2 separate regions of the Rattus norvegicus genome follow, and region 2 is linked to region 1. The links are chromatin contacts, called in public Hi-C maps. All regions are on one chromosome and are shown on one strand. The core of a region is the stretch at or near the end of the contact, and the rest is flanking DNA. Distances in the headings are between cores, read along the strand shown. Region 1 holds the start of Mrm3 (mitochondrial rRNA methyltransferase 3). Region 2 overlaps Nxn (nucleoredoxin).

Evidence for each region. A called contact is a pair of places that touch in the nucleus more often than the background predicts.
Region 2: a contact with region 1 is called in a Hi-C map of the Rat2 cell line, with 2.3 times the contacts expected there. The contact joins the enhancer-like site here to the promoter of Mrm3 in region 1. A contact is called at or near these places in 8 of 12 Hi-C or Micro-C datasets (the A7r5 cell line, the Rat2 cell line, Schwann cells and 5 more).

Annotation. Positions count from the first base shown.
Region 1 is chr10:61,592,669-61,595,881 of GRCr8, reverse strand. It overlaps Mrm3 (mitochondrial rRNA methyltransferase 3), which reads right to left and starts at 1,695. Exons shown (of 4, transcript NM_001108282.1): 1 at 1,371-1,695; 2 at 919-1,163. The coding sequence starts at 1,684. Glod4 (glyoxalase domain containing 4) reads left to right here and starts at 1,771. Exons shown (of 9, transcript NM_001014227.1): 1 at 1,771-1,895. The coding sequence starts at 1,806.
Region 2 is chr10:61,656,053-61,659,187 of GRCr8, reverse strand. The region is part of intron 1 of Nxn (nucleoredoxin); the gene reads left to right. Among named protein-coding and RNA genes, the nearest start is that of Mrm3, 63 kb to the right of the region's middle. Within about 2 kb of position 1,772, at least 10 of the 93 cell types and tissues checked have an H3K27ac peak or open chromatin away from gene starts, as enhancers often do. A contact at or near this core is called in the A7r5 cell line and Schwann cells, where this site is marked.

The DNA of each region.
Region 1 (3,213 bases), core at 446-2,945:
TAAGGTCTCTTGCTGAGGGTCAGAATCTCGGCAAGTTTGAATGAGCACAGTAACACTTACCTCGTGACCCTTCTATCCTCAATCTAATCCAATACACACAAATCGGCTGGGGTGCTTGGGAAAAGTGAAAACACAAAGTGGCGTCCTTAATGAAAAATCCTCTCACTTAATAATCTCTACAAAACATCCTAAAGCACAGTTTTCAGGGCAGTATCTAGGGGGAAAGAGAGGAACTAGAAAGGCAGCTAAACGTGAACTTGTACCTGCTGCCATGCCTGAGATGGATGCCCGGGACTCACATAGCGGAGAGGGAAAACTGATTCTCACAGAGTGTCTTCTGACCCATGCATGGTTACGCACAAAATAAGTAAAGCTTTGTTCTGAGAAAGGGTTTCACTATTTGCTCTGGCTGTCCTGGAAGGCACTATGTAGACCAGGCTGGTCTCAAACTCACAGAGATCTGCCTGCCTCTGCCTTCCGAATCCTGGAATTTTAAAGGTTTGCATTACTCCTGGCTTATATAAACAAACAAACAAATGAAACAACAACAAAAAACTGGGCCTGGGTTTGTTTTGTTTTGTTTTCCATGTTTCCTTCTCAGCAGTAAGAAGTGCAAGCAGGAACGTGAGTAGTTATCCTCAGCTACATACAGAGTTTTAAGCCTGCCTGAACTACAATTGTCAAAAACAAGCAAAAGCCCCACAATTAAATATGAATGAGAAACTGAATCAGTTGCCAGTAAAAAAAAATACTATTAACCCGAGAAGTCCTATTTCATTTTAGACACTAGTCAATAACAATTTAAACTTGATTCAAATAAAATCTGTTACCTTAAGACAAGTATGAACAAGAAAGTCTAGGATACTACACTTGTATGAAACAGAAATTCTAGATATCGATACATCGTGTATCACTGACCCATTATTCCTTGTGGCGTTACCAGGTCCGACCAATCCTTGATATCCTCAAATTTCACCTTAATGAGGCTGACACCTTTCAGCTTATCTACTGGCAACTCCTTGATGTACTCCAGTCGGCTAAAAAAGAACATTTTTGGCACAGCTCCAGCCTTGAGAGCATCTGCAATCAGCCTGCGACCTTCCAGTAGGATCTTCCCTTGCTTTTCCCGAAAAGGCCTGGACTTAACTATTGTCATCACACTGCTGTGGGTGCAAACAGAGAGGGGATGGTTATCAACATTCTTGTCATGTAGGGATACATGTATTTCTAACAGACACGCAGAGCTTGGCGGAAACACAAGCCTCAAAGAAGGCATTTATTTTACACTGTAGAAACAGTAAGAATCAGAAGCTCCACAGTGAGGCAAGAAGGCTTACGGGAAGAGATGACAAGTGTAAAGAACACATCACCTTAGCCTCCTGTCCCCGGGACAGGCCTTATCGTAGCGAAGCCCTGCCTCTTCCCAGGTGTGAGGGGTCTGGGATGGGGATGTCTCAAGAGGTTGTTTCTGTTGCTGTCCCTGGGAACTGGCCTCAGGGACCGCCTTGCGGGGCTGCTTATCAGGAGCACGCTTCCGTTCCTCCACCTGTCCCGAGGGAAACAACACTCTCACCGGGCTTCGCCGCAGCGCCCGGACCCAGCGCCGAGCGTCGAGGTCCCGAGTCTGGACCACCCGCAGCAATGGTCCCAGGGAATACCACATGCCCTTCGCCGGCGCTGCCATCTTTGCTCTGGAGGTATCATCGGAGTGCGCGGTCGCGTGCTAGTGACGTCACTCGACGGTCTTCCTGGTCCTGTGGGCGGGGTGGCCTTCTGTCTGGGACTCGGTTTTCGTGGTGGAAGTCATGGTCACTCGTCGAGCTCTGCATTTCGTTTTCAAAGTGGGGAACCGCTTCCAGACGGTGCATTTCTTTCGAGATGTCCTGGGGATGCAGGTGCAGACTGGGGCCGAGCGGGGCTGGCGCGAGACTTCAATGCGCGGCCGGGCCGCACCTGGGGAGGGAGGACGCCTTGGGCGTGAGGCCACCTCAGCCGCCGGGCCCTGGAGTCCGGGTCGCTACGCCGGCGTTTTCAGCTTTTGCGAGCCCCCCGCTTTCGGGTTGGGAAGGCTTTGAGAGGGGGCTGACCTACCAGATGAATTATCTACGCACGTTCACCTACCGCCCTTCACAAATATTTGTTACACTTCTAGCCTGGGGAGCCTGCAATGGAGGAGCATGGATAGGCAAAACGTTATAAAAGCCTCTTCCAACTGACGACAAAGCGGTCCCCTGGTTCGAAACGTTTGGATGTGATCAGCAAATTTCGTCCTCCATCAGGGCTACGGATTTAAAGTTTAGGCTGTGGGAGGGGAATCCATGGCCTTTCGCATGCCAAACAAGCACTCCACTATCGCATTAGTTGAACAAGCCCTGTCAGGACAAGTTGGAACGGTCTCCTTCGTAGGTACTCAGGCTCTCTGTGTAAATCTGTGGCTCTCCTCTAAGCAGCCCAGATTTAAGTATGAGATCAGAATCAAGTTGCTTTCCTAGTACCTGGAAACAGTTTGAGAAACTGTGATTCTAAGGGGGTCACTTAGCTGAAAGTGCAGCAGAGGTTTATTGAGGTGCTCCTAGTCATCCAGGGAGGTAGGGAACACACCACTGCAGATTTTTTTTTTTTTTTTTTTTACAGACTTGTAGCAGTCCAAATCCAGCTTAGTTAGAGATGGTACAGAAGGAAAGGAGTGTAAAGGGAGTTGCACAAGTCAGTCAACACAAATTAATTAGTCAGAAATATCTGCTGTAGTAGGGGCTGGAGAGATGGCTCAACCTTTAAGAATGATTGCCCTTCTTCCAGAGGGTGTGAGATGGGTTCCCGATGTTGAGTGGCTCCCAACCATCTGTGAATCGAACTCCAGGGGAATCTGACTTGTGGCAGGCATGCGAGCGCGCGCGCGCGCACACGCACGCACACACACACACACACACCTGCTGTTTGAAGTTACCATGCTAAGGTTAGGTAACAAGCACAAATGACTCTGGTACGTATTCCCATTTAGATCATGTGTAGCAAATTAGATTTATACCTAACAGTTTAGTAATGCTGGGTGTCACTATTCCATTTCTTCATTGATCAGAAGGTTGTTGTGAAGATGAAGCATGTTACCTACCATACAGATGGTAACTGATTCACAGGTAGTTTGTGTTCTGTAAAGTAGTAGCTACTTTTATATTAAAATTACAAAAGGAGAGATTTACCAACCTAGTTTCT
Region 2 (3,135 bases), core at 523-3,022, 63 kb before region 1:
AGCCCCAAACTAAAATCATTCCCACCATTTCTCCCCTCAGGATACTTTGCTCGCTTCTTCCCTCCTCCCTCCCTCCCTCCTTCCATCTTCCCTCCCTCTCATTCAGAAATATATGAGGTTTTGACCAGTGGACTGTTGAATTCTTTTGTTTTTGATTTAACCTCTATTTTTGTGCATATGGTTATTTTGCCTGCTTTGTCTGTGCACCATGTGCTCGCAGCTCCCATGGAGGCCAGGAGAGGGCATTAGATCCTGTGGGGCTGGAGTTACAGATGGTTGTGAGCTGCCGTGTAGATGCTGGGAATCTAACCCTGGCCCTGGAAATGTAGTCAGTGCCTGTCTCCAGCCCCTGGTTATAACAGTGATGCACTGGTGCATTAGCAGAGCTACAGACCACACTGTTTCTCAACTCCCTTCCTCCTGACATAACTAGGTCAGGGCCCAGGTCATTCAGTAGTCCCTTAATGCACCCACCAACCTCCGCTCCCACCCCTACACACTATTCCCAAATGACCTTTCTCTAGTGCCATTGTCTGCTCTGTTGCTTGACACCTCTTTCCCTATGATGAACTTAAATACCAACCTCTTGGCGTGGACTTACGTTTCCCACCACCAAGCCTTCCTGGCTCTCCGCCCGCTCTCGCCTTTACACCCTATACTCAGCCTGCTGATCTGCTCCAGGGCTCCTGGCACATGCCACCCACTCTCGCACCTGTGTGTGAACAGATGGCAGTGCCATGAGGTTATGATGTAGTGAGTCGCCCTTCAGATGTCCCTTCTCTGTGAGACCTTCCTTCCACTGTGCGGTTGTCTCCTGGCTGCCACATTCATCATGACATCTGTAGTTTTGCTTTTTGTTTTGTGTTGTTATTGTTGGAAACAGGGCCTCACTGTGTCACCCAGGATAGCCTCAAACTCATAATCCTCCTGCCTCTGCTTCATAATGCTGGGGTTAAAGGTGTCCACTTTGCCCAGATTTATTTATTTATTTATTTATTTATTTATTTATTTATTTATTTCTCTCTCTCCCTCTCTCTTTCTTTCTTTTTACTTTTCTAAAAAGAAAAACTTAAAACCTGCATGTATCTTTAATCTCAGCACTCAGAAGGCAGAGGCAGGTGGATCTCTGTGAGTCTGAGACTAGTCTGGTCTACAGAGTAAGGTCTAGGACAGCCAAGGCTACACAGAAAAACCCTGTCTCAAAAACAAACAAACAAACAAACCAAAATAATCAAACAACAAAACCCCCTATATTTATTTATTGTTTTATGTGTGTTGTATTGTATGTATATGTACACACACATGCCACAGCACATGTGTGGAGGTCAGAGGACAACTTGCAGGCATCAGTTCTCTCTTTCTATTGTTCCAGTCCTAGGGTTAGAACTCAGGTAGTCAGATTTAGCAGCAAGCACCTTTAGCTGTTGAGCCTGCCCACTGGATCAGTTTTTGACATTTCTGTCTTTTACTGCAGACAGTGTCCCCAGGCTCCAGTTCAAGTTTTCTGGGCTAGGTCTAACCTTGTTTTCTAGTAATTTCTAACAACAATGCCACAAATTAGAGTCGAGGTGGATAGATCATACAACTCCTGCCTTGCCATCTCCCACAGCTCCCCTGCCCTTTCTGACAGTACCCTTTTCTACAGTCCTCAAAGTTTATAGCTCTCCAAATGCATGGGGCTCCCTGCTCAGACTCGGACACCTCCCCCTTCTCTTTCCTGCCTCCCAATCAAATCCAGCTCATTCCCGCAGAAGCAGATCAGATGTTGTGGCTTCCTTCTCGATTGCTCTGACTTGCAAGGAGTTTAATAATGAAAATAGACGGTGCCTCCGTAGCATGACTCATAAGCCCCAGACGTTGTTCTCGGCATTTCGGGAATATTAACTGATTCCTCTTGCATTATTACAGTATTATAGTGCTTACAATCTCCCAAGTCCTAATGGTTTATTCACACATTCTTCCCAACAGGCTCAGGGCTTCATAAGGGCGAGCCCAGTGCATCAGTTGTTTTATGACCCCAGCCTTTAAGCACAGAGCTTCACATGTAGATGGAAGCCAGAAATGGTGGGTAAAGCCAATTTTTAATACAGACCCTGGTCACCATGCCCTTGTTTAGCATTGAAAGAAGTGGTTCTGATTATGCAGAATATGCAGTGGGCTGGAGTTATCCCGTTCAAGTGAGGAACACAGGCATAATCAGCTGGCAGGAGGTGCCGCTGTAGGCCTAGGCAGTGAAATCGATTCCCGGGCCTAAGACGTAATGGCAGAAGACACAGCTCTTATTTCCTATACCCAAGGACCTTCTCTATGAAAGGAGAGATAGGCATGAAATATGTTTAGAGAATGGGACACGCGGTATGTGAGCGGTGGCCAGAATGAAAAGTCCTGAAGAACTAAACGAAGGTTGGATGGAATGCAGGTCTGGAGCCTGCTCGCCTGGTTTAGTGTCTCAGCGTTCACTGTCTGTCTGAGCCTCTCAACTCTTGTCCGAAGTTCCCCATCCCTATGAAGGCTGTTAACCCTGTGTTTGCCTGTTGATGTTTGATTTCCTCATGCTGCCTTCATAGTTTCACACAGACTGGCTTGCATTTAAAGCTTCCACTTGAGTTCTGTGACCCACTGGTGCAAAATAGTTGACTGTGCCCCAGGAAGAGGGGTTTCTGGGAATGCCATTTTACAGACAGTCAGTCAGAAGCACAGGTAAAGCAGTGTGGGGTTCTCAGATGGCATGAAGGGGGCAGTCAGTCATATTCATTTCTGTCTCTCTCCCCGTCTCTCATGGTTCAGTATCCTATCCAGGAGTGTTTGTCAGCAGAGCTGAAAGGCTACACCTCAATGCTGGAACTTTCTGCCATGCCTGGCTCTTCTGCTTGCAGCTGGTATTACTTCAGGCCTCCTTTGTTCTGTATTAGAACCACAGCTCGCAACTCATTCGCTCTCCCCCGCCCCCCCGGCACACATGGCATATAGAATTCCATGCATAACATACCTCTATGGGCATGTCCAGATCTTCACATTCCTCTCTCTCATACCCCCACCCCCAAATATCCCAGGAAATAGAGCAAACACTGCCACAGATGCTTTGAGGCTTGTTGCTCGGAAAGGCATTTACAAGCCTGGGGTTAGGATGGCTGG